Regions from separate parts of the Oryzias latipes genome. Here region 2 is linked to region 1. The links are chromatin contacts, called in public Hi-C maps. All regions are on one chromosome and are shown on one strand. The core of a region is the stretch at or near the end of the contact, and the rest is flanking DNA. Distances in the headings are between cores, read along the strand shown. Region 1 overlaps LOC101168458 (protein-glutamine gamma-glutamyltransferase 2). Region 2 holds the start of kiaa0513.

What was found. A called contact is a pair of places that touch in the nucleus more often than the background predicts.
Region 2: a Hi-C map of gastrula embryo shows a contact between it and region 1, with 1.6 times the contacts expected there. The contact joins the promoter of kiaa0513 here to the enhancer-like site in region 1. A contact is called at or near these places in 4 of 5 Hi-C or Micro-C datasets (embryo, fibroblasts and gastrula embryo).

Annotation. Positions count from the first base shown.
Region 1 is chr6:26,213,921-26,221,868 of ASM223467v1, reverse strand. It overlaps LOC101168458 (protein-glutamine gamma-glutamyltransferase 2), which reads right to left. Exons shown (of 15, transcript XM_023955994.1): 6 at 7,926-7,948; 7 at 7,728-7,848; 8 at 7,545-7,648; 9 at 7,334-7,476; 10 at 7,156-7,255; 11 at 5,243-5,388; 12 at 5,046-5,175; 13 at 4,807-4,967. Among protein-coding and RNA genes, the nearest start is that of LOC101168458, 11 kb to the right of the region's middle. Within about 2 kb of position 4,863, at least 1 of the 8 cell types and tissues checked has an H3K27ac peak or open chromatin away from gene starts, as enhancers often do. A contact at or near this core is called in gastrula embryo, where this site is marked.
Region 2 is chr6:26,339,808-26,347,755 of ASM223467v1, reverse strand. It overlaps kiaa0513, which reads left to right and starts at 3,506. Exons shown (of 13, transcript XM_020704187.2): 1 at 3,506-4,038. LOC101159009 (carboxylesterase 5A-like) reads left to right here. Exons shown (of 13, transcript XM_023956000.1): 10 at 1,076-1,217; 11 at 1,298-1,447; 12 at 1,827-1,899; 13 at 2,710-3,390. The coding sequence ends at 2,893.

The DNA.
Region 1 (7,948 bases), core at 3,614-6,113:
AAAAAAATAAAGTTTAGGAGTTTGTCATAAAACTCAGAAATTCCTTTGTTATCTTAATATGCACAATGAAATTAAGATGCTCCCAAGGTGTGTAACCCACTCCTCGTGTGAGGCCTGCTGCTCTGCTAACCTGCTGCTGCTTCAGTCCACTCCTGGTTCCACTCCTCGTGTGAGGCCTGCTACTCTGCTAACCTGCTGCTGCTACAGTCCACTCCTGGTTCCACTCCTCGTGTGAGGCCTGCTACTCTGCTAACCTGCTGCTGCTTCAGTCCACTTCACTTTTCAGGAGGCATCTCCTGCCTATCAGCATAGAGCTGTCGACAAGATTGTGCCCAGCACTGCTAACCTCTAGCACCAGGCCGGCCTGCACTGCTTACTTTTGAGTGGCAACCAGTTTAAATAGCGATGTGGATTAACTGTGTGTGGCTGGTACTCCTTTGGTTCATCCTGTGGGTTGCTCGCCACCCAGTGAAAGCCCTGTTCCAGCACCCTGCCTCCGAGGCTAAGCTCCACATACCCCTACATAATGCACCTGCTTTCCTCCAGCGACTGGATCTTCCCTACATTTTCCGCCGCAGAACTATTCATCGGGGCAGTCATCGGAACTTTCAATATGACAACTCCAGCTCCATCCCTTCTTTTTGGTCCACTACTCGCACCTTAAAGAGAAACACGGGTCGCCGGGCTGAACGTGTCCTGGTGCGAGTCCCAAGAACGTCGAACACAACCACCGGCAGCAGCTCAAAAGTAAACTTTGGTCTACTGAACACCCGCTCTCTCACCAAAAAAGGCCATCTCATCCAGGATTTGGTGGTGGACGGTAAATTAGACTTTTTATGCCTGACTGAAACGTGGCAGCAGAAGAATGTCTTAATGGATCTGAACGACGCCACTCCAACAGGGTTTGTTTATTTCTCCCAACCACGTGTCACTGGTCGTGGAGGTGGTCTTGCATTAATTTTCCGTGAGTGTTTGAGAGCAGCTCCTATGACAGTTCCTACCATCCAGTCATTTGAGGCCACTGTATGTCAGCTTTCTGGATCCACCCCGACCATCATTGCCACTATTTACAGACCACCAAAACCAAACAAGGATTTCATGTCAGACTTTTCAACTTTTCTAACATATATCTCTGCTCTTTCACCAAATGTTTTATTACTAGGAGACCTAAATATTCACCTGGATAATGTTAACAATTCACTTACTAATGATTTCCTATCCTGTTTGGAGAGTTTTGGTTTTCAACAATTTGTTGATTTTCCCACTCACTCAAAAGGACACATTCTGGACTTAATCTGCTGCTCAGGTATCATACCCATGGACTGTAAATCAAACTTCATCCCGTTTTCCGACCATATGCTTGTGACATTTAATGTCAATTTGTTTCTTTCCAAACACAAGCCTTCACGCAATATTACCTTCCGTAATGCTAAGGGTATCAACCTGGAGAATTTATCTGCCCTGATCAGTGAACTTCCAAATACAGACAGTTTTACAGCTCCAGATCAACTTGTTTCACACTACAACACACACCTGCACCACATCCTCAACACACTTGCTCCACTCAAATCCAGATCTGTCTCATTCACCTACACTGCACCCTGGTACACCCCCTCTCTAAGACAGTTAAAAGCAAAAGTCCGCCAACTTGAAAGACTCTACACCAAAACCGGACTAAGTATCCATAAAGACATGTACACACAGCACATTCTCCACTATAAAGAGTGCATCTCTAAAACCAGATCTGCTTACTACTCCAATCTCATCAATTCAAATAAAGAAAATTCAAAGATTCTTTTCTCCCTCATCTCTAACATCATCAAACCTCCTGACTCCCTTCCATCACATCTCTATTCAACTGATTTCTGCAACACCTTGGCTTCATTTTTCACCACAAAAATCCACCTTATTCATCAACAGCTTACCCCCTACTCTGCTCCATTTCTATCTTCCATTCCATCTTTTACGTCTGATGATTCGTTTTCTTCATTTACCCTACCCACAGTTAGTCAAATAACTACATTAATTAAAAAATCCAAACCTTCCACATGCCAGCTTGACCCACTGCCCACCATCCTTGTTAAAGCTACAGCTCCCTCTCTTTGTCCTCTCATCAACATCATAATCCATGCTTCCCTCACCTCTGGAATCGTTCCTCCTGCACTGAAAACTGCTGCTGTCACTCCCATACTTAAAAAACTGGGTGCAGATCCCACAGACCTCAATAATTACCGTCCCATTTCCAACCTTCCATTCATTTCAAAAATTCTTGAGAAAGCAGTATCTGCTCAGCTTCATGCTCATCTGTCCTCCAATAATCTGTATGAACTTTTCCAATCCACCTTCCGTCCCCTTCATAGTACTGAAACTGCTCTTCTAAAAATTACTAATGACCTTCTCCTCTCTGCTGACTGTGGTTTATTATCCATCCTTCTTTTACTTGATCTCAGTTCAGCTTTTGACACCATTTTTCATTCTATCCTCTTGAACAGACTCTCTTCCATTGGCATCTCTGGCACCGTCCTCTCCTGGTTTCATTCCTACCTGTCTGACCGTACTCAGTTTATCCAACTGAAATCTTTCACTTCTCATTCTGTCCCCATCACAACTGGTGTCCCTCAGGGTTCTGTGCTCGGTCCACTCCTCTTTATTATCTACCTTCTCCCGCTTGGTCATATTTTCCAAAAACACCACATCCATTTTCATTGCTATGCGGATGACACCCAGCTCTACCTTTCCAGCCAACCCAACTCCACACTGCCTCCATAAGCACTGGTTGACTGCATCAATGAAGTCAAATCCTGGTTCACCTCAAACTTTTTAAAACTCAATAGCAATAAAACTGAACTTCTTCTGATAGACACCAAATCCACCCTGAGCAAGACCAACCATTTCTCTCTTTCCATTGACGGCTCCACCATCTCTCCCTCCCCTCAGGTAAAGAGTTTGGGTGTCATCCTCGACAGTAGTCTCTCTTTCACTTCTCACATAAACAGCGTCACCAGATCAGCTTACTTCCATCTACGCAACATCCAACGTCTACGTCCCTCCCTCACTACTCAGTCCACTGCTGTACTGGTACATAGTCTTGTTACTTCCCGCCTGGACTATTGTAACTCTCTTCTATTTGGTCTCCCACAAAAAACCCTCCATAAACTTCAAATGGTTCAGAATTCAGCTGCTCGTATCATCACACGCACTCCCTCCATCAACCATATCACACCTATTCTTCAACAGCTTCACTGGCTACCCATCCCATTCCGCATTCAATACAAAATCTTGCTCTACACATTCAAAGCCTTTCACAACCTTGCACCTCCATATCTCTCTGACCTCCTTCATGTCTCCATACCTGCTCGCTCCCTCCGCTCCTCTTCTTTTACCCAGTTTTCTGTCCCTTCTGCCCGTCTTGTCACCATGGGGAGCCGGGCATTCAGTTGCTCTGCTCCCCAGCTTTGGAACTCACTCCCCCCTGACCTCCGCAACACTGACACACTCCCACATTTCAAATCAAAGCTAAAAACTCATCTTTTCCAAATGGCCTATTCACTTTAACATTAACCTTTTCACGTTTTTATATATTTTTTATTTAATTTTGTATTTATTTAAATTGTTGTTGTTGTTTTAAGTGTTTATTGTATTTTTAACTGTATACATGCTGTGCGGCGACCTTGAGTGCCCAGAAAGGCGCCTTATAAATAAAATGTATTATTATTATTATTATTATTATTATTAACCCTTGTGCTATCCTAGGCACTTTACCATTGGGAGTTGGGTCATCTAGACCCACTAAACAGTGCTCTGAACCTTTTTTTCTTCAATGATTTGTGATCTTCACTGGTGTCCATGGATTACATGAAATCTTTCCACCTTTATCCACCTTTGTCATGGTAGGGAGAACGTGTCAATGTAAGGGTGGGATCATCTAAGATAGCACAAGGGTTAAAAGAATACATAAAAGCCAGGAATGGACATAAAAATACCTTTTAAGTATAAAAACAGAAAAAAGATCCAGATTTTTCTTGTATTTTTGGTCTATCTTGCCCGGTTTTTCCTTTTTGAAGACAAGTCTGAAATAAAATATCAAAAACCTAAATAATTCAGTCTTCATTGTGGATAATGTTTATAAAAAAGAGAAATGAGAACAAGCTTACCAGAGAGCTATTTTTGTCTTAAAAATAACAAGAAAACTAGAAAGATGATAAATTAGATGATAAAAATTAAATCTTGTAAATGAAGGTCAATCAAAAAAGAATTTCAGCCTCATTAAATAAGGTAACACCAACGCCTTTTTAGGTGTTTGGCCCAAAATGTAAATACTTTTGCATAAGTGAGGAACAATATTTACTCCTAAAAATATAAAACAGCCGACATCTCTGTTTATGAAGAACTGTAGATGTTCAAACACAAATCATTTTATTTCATTTATGTTAGTTAATATTCTGGTTATTAATTTCTAACCTGCTGTCAGCCTTCAGACCGATGAGGATGAGGATTGAGGGATTTAAAGTGGAACTGAATGAAGAGTCATGTCAAAGCATCCCACAATTTTCGGTTTACATAATAATTTAAACTTACTAGTTCATGTTTTAAAGATTCTATAGTGTGTTTTTGAGTCCTGGTATCTGCTTCTTTACAGTCATGTGACCAGGATAAACTCCTCCTACTTTACTTTGAAGCTCTGCCTGCAGTCTGTTTGTACCTGTGAACTATCATCTGTACAAAACAAGTGTTGTCATGGTTACATGGTCACAGAAAGGGCACATTTGAAAATACTGACTGTTGTAGGACATCCATAGCACGCACCTGTACGAGCAGCTCAGGGACGCTCAGTGGGACGTCGGCCACAGTCATGAGGGGTTGGTTCTGCCCCTGAGCCTCGGCGAAGGCTTTCACCCTGATTAGGTGATGCTCGGAGGTGCACTCGGCATAATCCTTGTAGCGCAGACGCAGCACTTCTCTGTGGCCTAAAAAACAAAAGGTTGAAGACGTCAGTGTGGTTTGAAAAAACATCGGAGCGTCATCTGCATCAGAGCTCTGCTGACCCTCATGAGCTGCCACCGTCACCCTTATCATCTGCCTCTGGCACTCCCCCTGGTGGACAGAGTTGTACGTCACACCTGTGGCCAGCACCGTCAGCTGAACTTGGGCATCTTCGTCTCCGTCGTTTCTCACCTGTGAACCCACAGTCATATTCACAGCACCAAAGACAACAGATCGGTCCTCACCCTGAGCTGCAAACCTCTGCGATCACATCGAAGTCGGATCCAAAAACCGGCCTTGCATGTTTGATGAGCAGCTGCAGTTGTGGAGGTTCTGTGCTCTCATTAGTCGGCTGTGTGACTCGACGCCCCGCTTTCTGAAACACGGTGCGCTCTTCCTTGGACCCTATTGTGAAAAAAATTACAGGTAAGCAAAAAAACTTGGCTGCATTGTGGTCCAGTGGTTAACACTCTTGCTACACAGTGAGAAGGCCCTGGTTCAATTCCCTGCTGGGACCCTTCTGTGAGGAGTTTGCATGTACATACATGGCATGGGTTTTCTCCAGGCACTCTGGCTTTCTCCCACAGTCCAAAAATATGCTTCAGAGGTTAATTAGTGTCACTAACTTGCCTCTCTTCACCCAACAGCAGCTGGGTAACACCTGAGCTGTAGTTATATTGACTCAAAACATTCCTGTTTAGCCGTGGATATGACTGAAGGGTCCTTATCCACACCTCTTTTCATTTTCTTTTCCCTTTCCTTTCTTTTAAAGTAAATTTTATAATGATTATGTATGTTTTCAATCTTTGCAGTGTTATGTATTGTGATTTTAATTTTAATTGTGACTTTTCCTGTGTTGTGAAGCACTTTGAAGTACTTTCTGTACGAATTGTGCTAAACAAATGAACTTGCCTTGCCTTGCTTTATTGTGTCAGTGTTAATTTGTTTTGGGGTGAGGGTATTTGAAGTAATATTTTAGTGTCCGTAGACAGGTCCCACCCTTATCTCCAGCAACTTGTTGTTTTGGCTTTCTACCACTCCAACTTCTTTACCCCCCCTTTTTTTCTCCCCCTTTGTTATGTACCCTTATTCAAAATCTCTAACTCTTCTTCTTTCTTCTATTTTTCCATTCACTCCAACAAGAAATGTATGCAAACATAATCAATACAAATAATATTTAGCCTCAAAAACAAAAGGAGTTTATTCAAACATACACCTCATGTGTCTGAAGATTCATAACCCCTCTAATGTAACTGTAAAATATGTGGATGGATGGATGGCTTGTTGTCATACTTAAATTAAACCAATAAAAATGACAGTTACAAGTCCTAATAAGAACGTTGATCACAGTTCAAAGGTCAAAATCAACATTTGTAGCATCTGTATCTAGGACTGTGTAAGTTAGCCCCGAAATTATTATTGATATTATTTAAAATGTAGAACTTTTTTAACCAGATACTTTAAAGCCCATATGTCAATAAACCATTGACTATGATAAAGAAAACAGGCCACACTAGGCAATAGGTTAGCTGTCTCGGTGAAATTCCTAAGTGCGTCTGAGGTTGTGCCCTGATTTAGTTGATGAATAAGAGCTAAAAATGAAACTCAACCTGATACAAGACAGGAATCAATTCAAGGATCAATTCTGTCCTTTCTGATTAACTCTGTTTCACCACAGCTGTAGCTTCAATGTTGACATTTTTTTGACTGCCTTAACTCTTTGATCGTTTAAAAAGCAGCCTTGCGCAGATATGCAACACTGCACAATAGTGAAGTGCTTACATAATCAACGTGAATCAGTTGATTGTGGAGAAAAGCGTCTTTGCGCTGTCATGCAGCATTGTGAGTTGGTTATCTGTTTCACATTGGTGAAAAACCAATATGTAGAGCCACTTCTCTTCACGTCAGAATCTGCTGATTTAAGTCGATCCTGTAAAAATTCATTGAGTTACGGTGTGTCAAAGACTCTGTGTTATGGAGGTGACACTACCAATGTTAATAGATTATTACCTAAAGCCGTCATTTTAAGACAAATCCAATTTCCTACCATGAATCAACACTAGAACAGTAAATAATAGATGTTCTCAGCAATTGTATCAAACCAAAGAAACAAAGATCCAGAGCATTGTTTATATGGGAATGTGAGTATGGACTGACACCAGGTTTCCTCACCTTCAGGATATTTGTAGAGCACAGTGAGATCTTCTCTGAAGTCTCCATAAACACTTTTAGTGCTGATTTTTCTTCCCACTGATTTCTGGTCAACGTATACCTGAGAACAGAAACAGGAAGTTATTTGGAAGTTAACTGGTTTCAAATAGGATCTCATGGTTTAAAACAAACACAACACCTTCTGTCGCTGGCCGTTTGGTAGGACCCTCCAGTGTGTGATATCAGCATTGACCTCTGCGAATACAAAGGGAGCGTCGTACTTCACTTGCAGGTTTCCCTCCTTAATGGCCGTCACTGGACATGGACCACAGCAGAACACGCCTGAGGAGCAAACCTTCATCAACTCTGCAGTCTGTCACACAAAAAGAAGGTCAGAGGTGGTTCTGTACCATCACTTCTTTCCTGCGGGGTCGGGTCCAAAATCTGCCAACCATCGTTTCCTTTTGGAAGATCATCTCTCCTCATCCAGGACTCAACCCAACAGTGAAAGTTCCTGAACCAATGAGAAGAAAAAAGAATTCACCACAAGGAACTGACTGTAAGCAAAAGCAAACCACAGAGTTTGGTCCCACCAGGTGCTGTCCTGCCGGCTGTTAAAGGTGTCTACTACGTCCACACAGAGGTTCCCATCCACGTCATGAGCCGAGCAGAAATTTGTGATGAGGCGTGTAGGGATTCCCAGACAGCGCAAGACTGTGGAGCAATCAGGTGCAGATCAGGTAAGTTTGACCACCAACACAGGGGACAGTTGGAGTTTGCGACAGCCTCACCTGTGCACGCCACACCGGCAAAC
Region 2 (7,948 bases), core at 2,257-4,756, 130 kb before region 1:
TGCATGATTTGTAAAAATGTTTTTGTAAGCTACTGCTGCAAATAAGTATTTGAAAACCTGAGAAAACCCATGTCATATTTGGTGCAGTAGCCTTTGTTTACAATTACACAGGTTAAATGTTTTCACCAGGTTTGCACACACTGCAGGAGGGATTTTGGCCCACTCCTCCACACAGATCTTCTCTAGATCAGTCAGGTTTGTGGACTGTTGTTGAGAAAAACACAAAGTTTGAGCTCCCTCCAAAGGTTTTCTACTGGAGTGGCTAGGCCACTCGATAACCTTGATATGCTTCTTACGCAGCCATTTCTTGGTTGTCCTATTTGTGTGCTTCAGGTCATTGTCATGTAGGAAGACCCAGCCTCGACCCACCTTCAAAGCTCTAACTGAGGGAAGGAGGATGTTCCCCAAAATCTCGCAAAAATCCATGCTACACCTTGACTTACCCTTGCAAGTTGTAAAAGTGTTTGCCAGGACCTGTCACCTGCAGCATGCCATATGTGTATGAACATTTGTGGCCTTAATTATTTTAAGGTCATACGCTTGCTTGTTTTGTGCGGGCCATTTGGGCGTCCCGTACAATTCTGCCCTTGAATGCAGTTGTGACCAAGTTATGATGGAGTCATGGGTGTCTATGGTTTTTCTGCATTTTTTCCTTCCAGCTAAGGTTTGCCCTCTGCAGAAAAGTGAAAAGTTGTCAACTTTTTTTGTTCCCAAAACTATTGAATTTTTTCCCTGATAGCTTCCTGTCCTGTCTGTCCATCCATCCATTCATTTTCTGAACCTGCTGTATCCCTGGGGATACGCTCTGGACAGGTCACCAGTCTGTCACTGGGCTCCTGTCAGGGTCTTTGTTGCTTATTTCTCACACACTAGTAGCTTATATACTACCATACTTCACTGAAAAACACCACATTCCATTCACTTATAATATTGAGGCAAAACAGTGTTATTTTCTTTAAAAAGTGTTAAAAAATAAGTGAACTGTGAACCATTTTCCAGCTCCTGAGAAATTTTGGTGGATGTTTGTACAGCTTGTGATAACTGATTAAGGCTTTAACATGTGTTTCTGTTGAAGGTCCCTTCAGCCAACGACCTGATCGCAGATGAATACCTGAAAGATGCTAAAACTCCGGAGGAGATCAGAGACGCCTTCACTGAAGTCATAGGAGACCTCCTGATGACCCTGTCGACAATCAAAGTCGCCGGATATCACATAGGTTAGAGGGTCAAATGAGGCTTCAGAGTGGAGTAAACCATCAGTGAACACTGTACTTTGTGCTTATCTCTTTGATTTCAGACGCAGGCGTTCCGGTTTACCTGTACGAGTTTGCGTACAGCGCAGACGTGCACAAAGACAAAAGGCCCAGCTTTGTGAGGGCGGATCATGCAGACGACGTCGGCTTCGTGTTTGGTGGATGTTTCTGGGATGGAAATATAAAAATCACAGGTATATGCCAACATACAGTGGTACCCTGCGAAACACAATTCCAGTTGATTTCTATGGTAATTCTTTTCACATCGCCATGGAAAATTTGGACTGTCCTTGAGTGGAAGAACTTTGAGAATACCTTTTATTTGGCAAACAGTAAACACAAAGATAAATCTGAGCCACATAAAATCCAACTGGCTGAATTCATCTTCTTTTTGTGATGGAAAGTGTGAGTTCTTCAGGCAAACAATTGGTTCATTAATTGATGCAAGTTCCTTCTGTGAGTGTTTGTTATGGAGGTCATTTTTTTCTGTAGAGCATTTTTTGAAATGCCAGGTACCGCTGGATTGATTCATCAGAATGAGCTCATGATGACTTGTAAACTGTTTGCTTTAAGGAAACGTCACTGAAGAGGATGAACGAGTTTGTCGAACCATGATGTCATATTGGGCCAATTTTGTTCGAACAGGGTAAGGTCATAACATTTGAAATGGACAAAAAATGATGCTTCATTGCTGATTTAATAACCAGAACGCATGCTCTCCCCACCCACATTATTGACATGATGGTGATAAAGACTCCATGCAGAAGTTGAAGATTGATTGTAGACTGTACAAAGTATTACTACTGAGAGATGTTGCTGCTTTTTTTTCTTTTATTTGGAGCGCTGTCTTTTCTTCAAACTTTAAGCAATATACAATGAGCTGTTGGGGGCTCAGTGATGAGGTAGAGACAGCAGTTTGGGCCCCTTTGGGCTACTTTGCTGGTAGCGAAAAGTCTTCTGTCAATTACAATAAAGAGCTAAAGTTGAGTCATTTTGCTCTATGCATGTTTCAATTTTTTGACTCAACCATTGTTGTTTAGTTACTGTGGCAACACTGTCAAATTTTGATTTGTAAGAGCCAGTTTTACCAGGTCGGATGTTTGCGCAATCTTTAAAGAGTTACAGGAAATTTTTTAGAGGGTTTGCAGAAAAATGATGCAGGAATCTATTTTCGCACTTGAGAGTTGGATCACGATATGGTTGCCTAATAGTGGTTTTGTGGGCTCAGTTCTTCACCTTCCGTATTAACGTGGCTTTCAGTCATTTTTGGTGAATAAAAATCAGTAAAACAATCGTAGACTTTGTCTAAATGGAGATTAAGAGGAACTACAAAATAGAAACCGTCTTGAGATCTTCAAAAATTGTTGATGTAGTTTTGGTCTATAGCTTTTGCTTATCTTTAATAGCAAGGATTACTTCCTGCTCTGTTCCCTGACATGATTGAGTTTCTCTGCAGGTCACCCAATGGTCCAGGTCTAGTCAGCTGGCCTCAGTACGACTGGAAGAAGCAGGAGTACATGGAGCTGGGTCTGGTCCAGGCTGTGAAACAGAAGCTGAAAGAAAACAGAGTTAATTTTGTGGTCTTTACCCTCCCACAGAAGCTCCAACAATTAGCAGCAGCTGCCAAAGATGAGCCGTGACCTCTGCGAGCAGTCTCCAGAACTTAGTCCATTTACTTCTGTTTAAGAATTGTCTGTTCTACACAGCAAGTTTTAAGTTTAGAAAACTTCCTAAACAATTCTTTGTTTCATACTGCTTTTAATTGTCTGTAATTAAAATAATTTTGTCATTGACAACAGTAATTAAATAAATAAAAATTAAAAAACACACAAATGTGGGTGAAATAACATGATTAACCGGATGACAATTAAAAGCATGGCTCAAGAACAGCACTGGTGGATGCACTCACTCTGTAAGGTTTGGATAGCAGCACAATTTATTTCTTCTGCTTCATTTTTTGAGATTGAGATTGAGATTTCAGCTTTGCTAAACTTATAAAATCCTGAATTTCATTAGAACAGACAGAAATCTCTTTGTGCTGATTATATTCGTATATGAATATATGCTATGAATACATGCTGCTCAGATGACAAATATGGGTCCAAGTTGATTTGCAAATAAACTCTGATGGAATTTACTTCAGTGCTAATGTTCTGTGGATGTGAAGAACAAAAAGATGTTATAAGTAAATAAATTATTTAAAGATTAAATGTTGGTAAAGGTTTAGATTAGAGACTAGCAGATATTAGGCATGGACATCATAAAAAAGGCTGGGGGGGGGGGGGTTATGGAGTTGGAGCTTCTCTGAAATAATATTTTATGTCAATTGTTTGCCACACCTGATGTGGTTAACAAGTTTAATTTGAAATACAAATCTTATTATGTAAAAAAATAATAATAAAAGGTTTTATAGGAATTTATGTTAAAGGGGAATGTAATCAAAATATCATTACAAAAGAAAAATGTAAATATTGTTTGAATAGACTACATTATATCCGAAATTGTGTTAAAGTAACTGGTAATAATAATAAAAAATAACTTTCTTTTCTGTGGATTGAAATGATAGAACATTATTTTTTTCTTTATTATGAAGGAAATGTGCGATTAAATCCCAGCTCGGAGGCTTTGTCGCTGATTGGCTTAGCTTGTTCCTGACGTCATTGGGTTCCCCCCGCAGTCGTGTTTGCAGTGTTTCGCGCAGGCGCACTTGAAGCAGGACCTCAGTCACGTCTGTCGAGGCTCGGCGGGTAGCAGCACCTTTCTCCTTCCAGCTCTCACGTTTCACGTACGTAAAATCTCGGGTTTCATGTTACGGATTCATTTAAGATTCAGTTTGAACCCAGAACGTTAGGTTTCCCGAACTCACGACGTTTCCTCTCGTTTGTGTCGGTTTGAATGGCTGATCATGAGGGCAAAGCGAAGGATCAGACTCGGATCTGTTTTGGTTTTTCGGAACCCCGTTGCCGTTGCCTTTCGTCTGTTTGGTGTTTTCCTCTGCGGGGAGGTGTCCCCCTCCCCCGAGCTGGTGTGGGGGCATCCCCGCGGGCCTTCGATCATCAAGCTCGGCTTACAGGAAGCGTCAGCCCCGTCCGTGTTTGCTCAGAGCAGCTTCCTCCAGCAGCTGTCAAGTGCGCGGAGGAGGCGCGCTGATGCCGTCAACCGAACTCCCATTACAAACTCTGAGGTTTAACGTATTTTACCATTCTGGCAAATATAAAAAGCAGAAAAAGGGAAGGCCACACTTTTCCCTAAATATTAGGAAAACCTGTGTAATTCGGCACCTTTTTAATTGTAGTCTAAGTTATCCTTTTGCTTTTGTCCTTTCGTTTGCAGTGCTTGCAGCACACATGATAATTCTCACATGAAAAGCACAGATTTTTGTAAAATGAAAAATGCCGGATGTGAAGTTACTTTTGGTTATCATTGCTTGCATTGTGTGTCACTGTCCTGTGGAGTACCTCAAAGCTCTGTTTTGGTACCAGTTTAGTCTGTTTTGCCACTAAATTCCTGTAACAAACAGTAAAGCTGCTTTTATCCAACATATCACATTAAACTTATTTAGGTTTTGCAAACATTGGTTTAAATAAAGCTAATAAACACTGTAAACAAATTTGAGGTCATCCATCCATTTTCTTAGTCGCTTTTGGGGTCGAGTTGCCCAGCTACTATTGGGCAAAGGCGGGGTACACCCTGGACACGTCGCCAGTCTGTCACAGGGCACCATTTGAGGCCATTTTTTTATCCAAACCTGCACATACATCAGTGTTATTCTGCATGAGTCCAGAGACCTCTAATGGGCCTGCACTTCATCTGTCTGACAGACTGCTTATCTTGAATTTGCACATGGAGCATAACTTCCTCCGTCCTTTTCCAGCATCCACTGTCCATATCACCCGGCTCTCCTTGTATCTGCTGTATTTTTGGCTTTATCGGCTGTGAAAGGACGAAGATTGACGGGCTGGAACGATTCTTTTAGCCGTGCGGGGTCGACATTTTGTCCACTCTTGTGCTCTGCAATTTTTGAATGAAGGGTTATGATGGGAAATCTGGGACAGTATAGTAAAAATCATAAAAACACTAATATAAACGTAAATACATTTTTGACCCCAGTCTCCTCATAGCTGTGGCTGCCTGTTGTGTGCAGATGAAATGAGATTGTACAGACTTCAGCTGAGATTGTGAACCAGGACCCACTTCTGCTTATCACACTGTTTCAGTCGTCGGCATCACTCTCTGACCAAACGTTTCTGTCTTTAGTTAACTCCTGCTTTGACCCACCAGACTGTTTTTTTTCTAACAGGTGTGACTCTTTAAAAAAAAAAAAAAAAAACTGCTCAATTTCTATGGAGTCCCAAACTGTTCATAATTAAATAAATAAATAAATAATTAAATAAATAAATAAATATGACATTGTGCAATCACAAAATCGAACAATAAATCTCTCATGAACATATAAAAAGATCATGGAATAGTGAAAAACCTGAAAATAGATTTTAAATTAGCCATTATATTATTCGATATATTTCATTTTGCTTTAAAACCCCGTTCATTATTTTAAAACAGCATTTTAAAATATTCACTTTTAATCACATTGATTATTATTATAATTCTATGGCTTTTTTTTAAGAAAACTCGGATTTCAAAATCAACATTTTACAAAGTATCTTTGTTTTTATTTCACATTGCTGTTTTTCAGAATGAATAATTTATTTCATGTTGAGCTTTTCCAGCAGAATGAGTCTGTCTTTCAATCAAACCAGACAAGGCGGAGACACTTTTGTGATTGGCTACTCCTTTACTCAGACATAAGCAGCAGCACCCGAACTACATCCATTGAAGTTGCAGCAGTCTTCTGCAGCATACAGATTGTTTGTCTCTATTTGATCTCTAATGTCAGCAAAGCCGTGCAGATTTCTCAGAAATATGTAATCTCTCTGATTGGCACACCCCAGAGCGGGTATCTAGGAATACGAGTCGATTTCCAGGGATCAGCCAATGTGCGTTTAGATCCCGCCCACTTTCAAGCTCAACAGGGTCTTCTTTCCCCGCTGATTCTGCCAAGCCCCTTCCCTTGGCTGTGGTTTTGCTAGATAGGAGGTAGGGACAGTGGGAATCTCGTTCATCCATTCATGCGCGTCACTAATTAGATGACGAGGCATTTGGCTACCTTAAGAGAGTCATAAAGAAATCCGTCACTTAGAAAAATACTCTTCCTCACTATAAAGCACAGTTGTGAAGGACTGAGCTTTTTGACAGCAGCTTTTAATATGCTTAAACAATATAACCATGTATTAACATAAAACATGCATAACTGAGGTCATTTGAAGACCACTCTCAATGCTGCTGGGAGGCCCGAAAACCTTCTCTCTCAAATTTCACTGAAGGATTCTGGGTCAGGGAAGCCCCAAGGTCGATTTAGATTCCCATTTCGACCTGCGGCTAAACTGCCTGGATGTGGACCAGTGGACCGGGAAGGGGAGGGGGGGCTCATGTACTGAGCTGGGGTTCCATAATGCAGCAAAGACATGCGGGGAAAAGCTGATTTGTGGCTTTGAATTTTCTGCAGTGTGGCTCTGAAGTGACAGAGACTGATTAGCTGTGAGCGGAGCACCATCAGACCCGCCTCTTCTGCTGTACTTTTGAGTGTGTTTAGTTATATTTTTGGTGGGTGGGGGCTACTCTGGGGTAATTTTGCATAACGGCTCTCATTTGTGTGCTGTTCAGTTTTACACGAACGAGGAGTGGGAAATATGCAGGAGGTGCAGCCAGAGGTGCAGAGCCTCCTCCTCAAATCGCACATGGTGTTTGAATCCTTCACCCTCGCTATTGGGGGGGGGGGGGGGGGGGGGGGGCTTGTAAAGGGTGTGGGTTGATAGAGAGGAGGAAGCCCACGTAAGCAAAAACAGTGCAGGCTTTTGCGGGCAAAGATGTGTGCAGGACCTGGGGGGGTGGAGGTGGAGGAGGAGGAGTGGCCGATGGCGCTTGTCAATCCTAATGGCGTCTTTGACCAATAGGGGTTCTTATTGCCGCCATTCATCATCAGCGAGGGAGCACTGCTGACTGGGGGGGCTGCTCCCGTCATGCATGATTGTCTGATAAAGGTGTGTGTGGGGGGGTGTCACAACTTCTGCATAATCTGTGGGATGATTGTATGGAATACCAGAAGTGCCGCAGAAAAAAGACAAACCGTTGAAAAGAATTCTACATAAAACCATATTTACATCTCTGAAAAAACTATCAGCTTTTGTCATTTTCTAATTATTTCATGGATTTTTCAAAAGGTTGATCCTTTGTTTTAGTCCTCCCTTCGCGGAGGTTGTTCCAGAAATAACCTGAGATAATTCAACCCGCAAAAGTATGATTACAGATGTTTTTAAGGCTGTAAAACCCCTAGCTCCACACTTTATACACATTTCTCAGACAGACAGGAACATTTTAATACTTTTCTATCTTGTTTAAGTTCAAACCTTTATAGAAAAATAGGTCGATGTTTAAAAACCCACTTAGATAAAAATGGTGTTTTTAATACATTCTTATTCTGATGAGGGAGAACATATAATACAAAAACTAAGTAAAAAATTGCATTTCTGAGTATTTCTTTACGCAAATTGTTGTGAATCAGGAGCAGACGGGAAAAAGCAGTTGGAAAAAGATCATATTAGTGACATAGAAAATACGCTGGACGGGCCACAAGC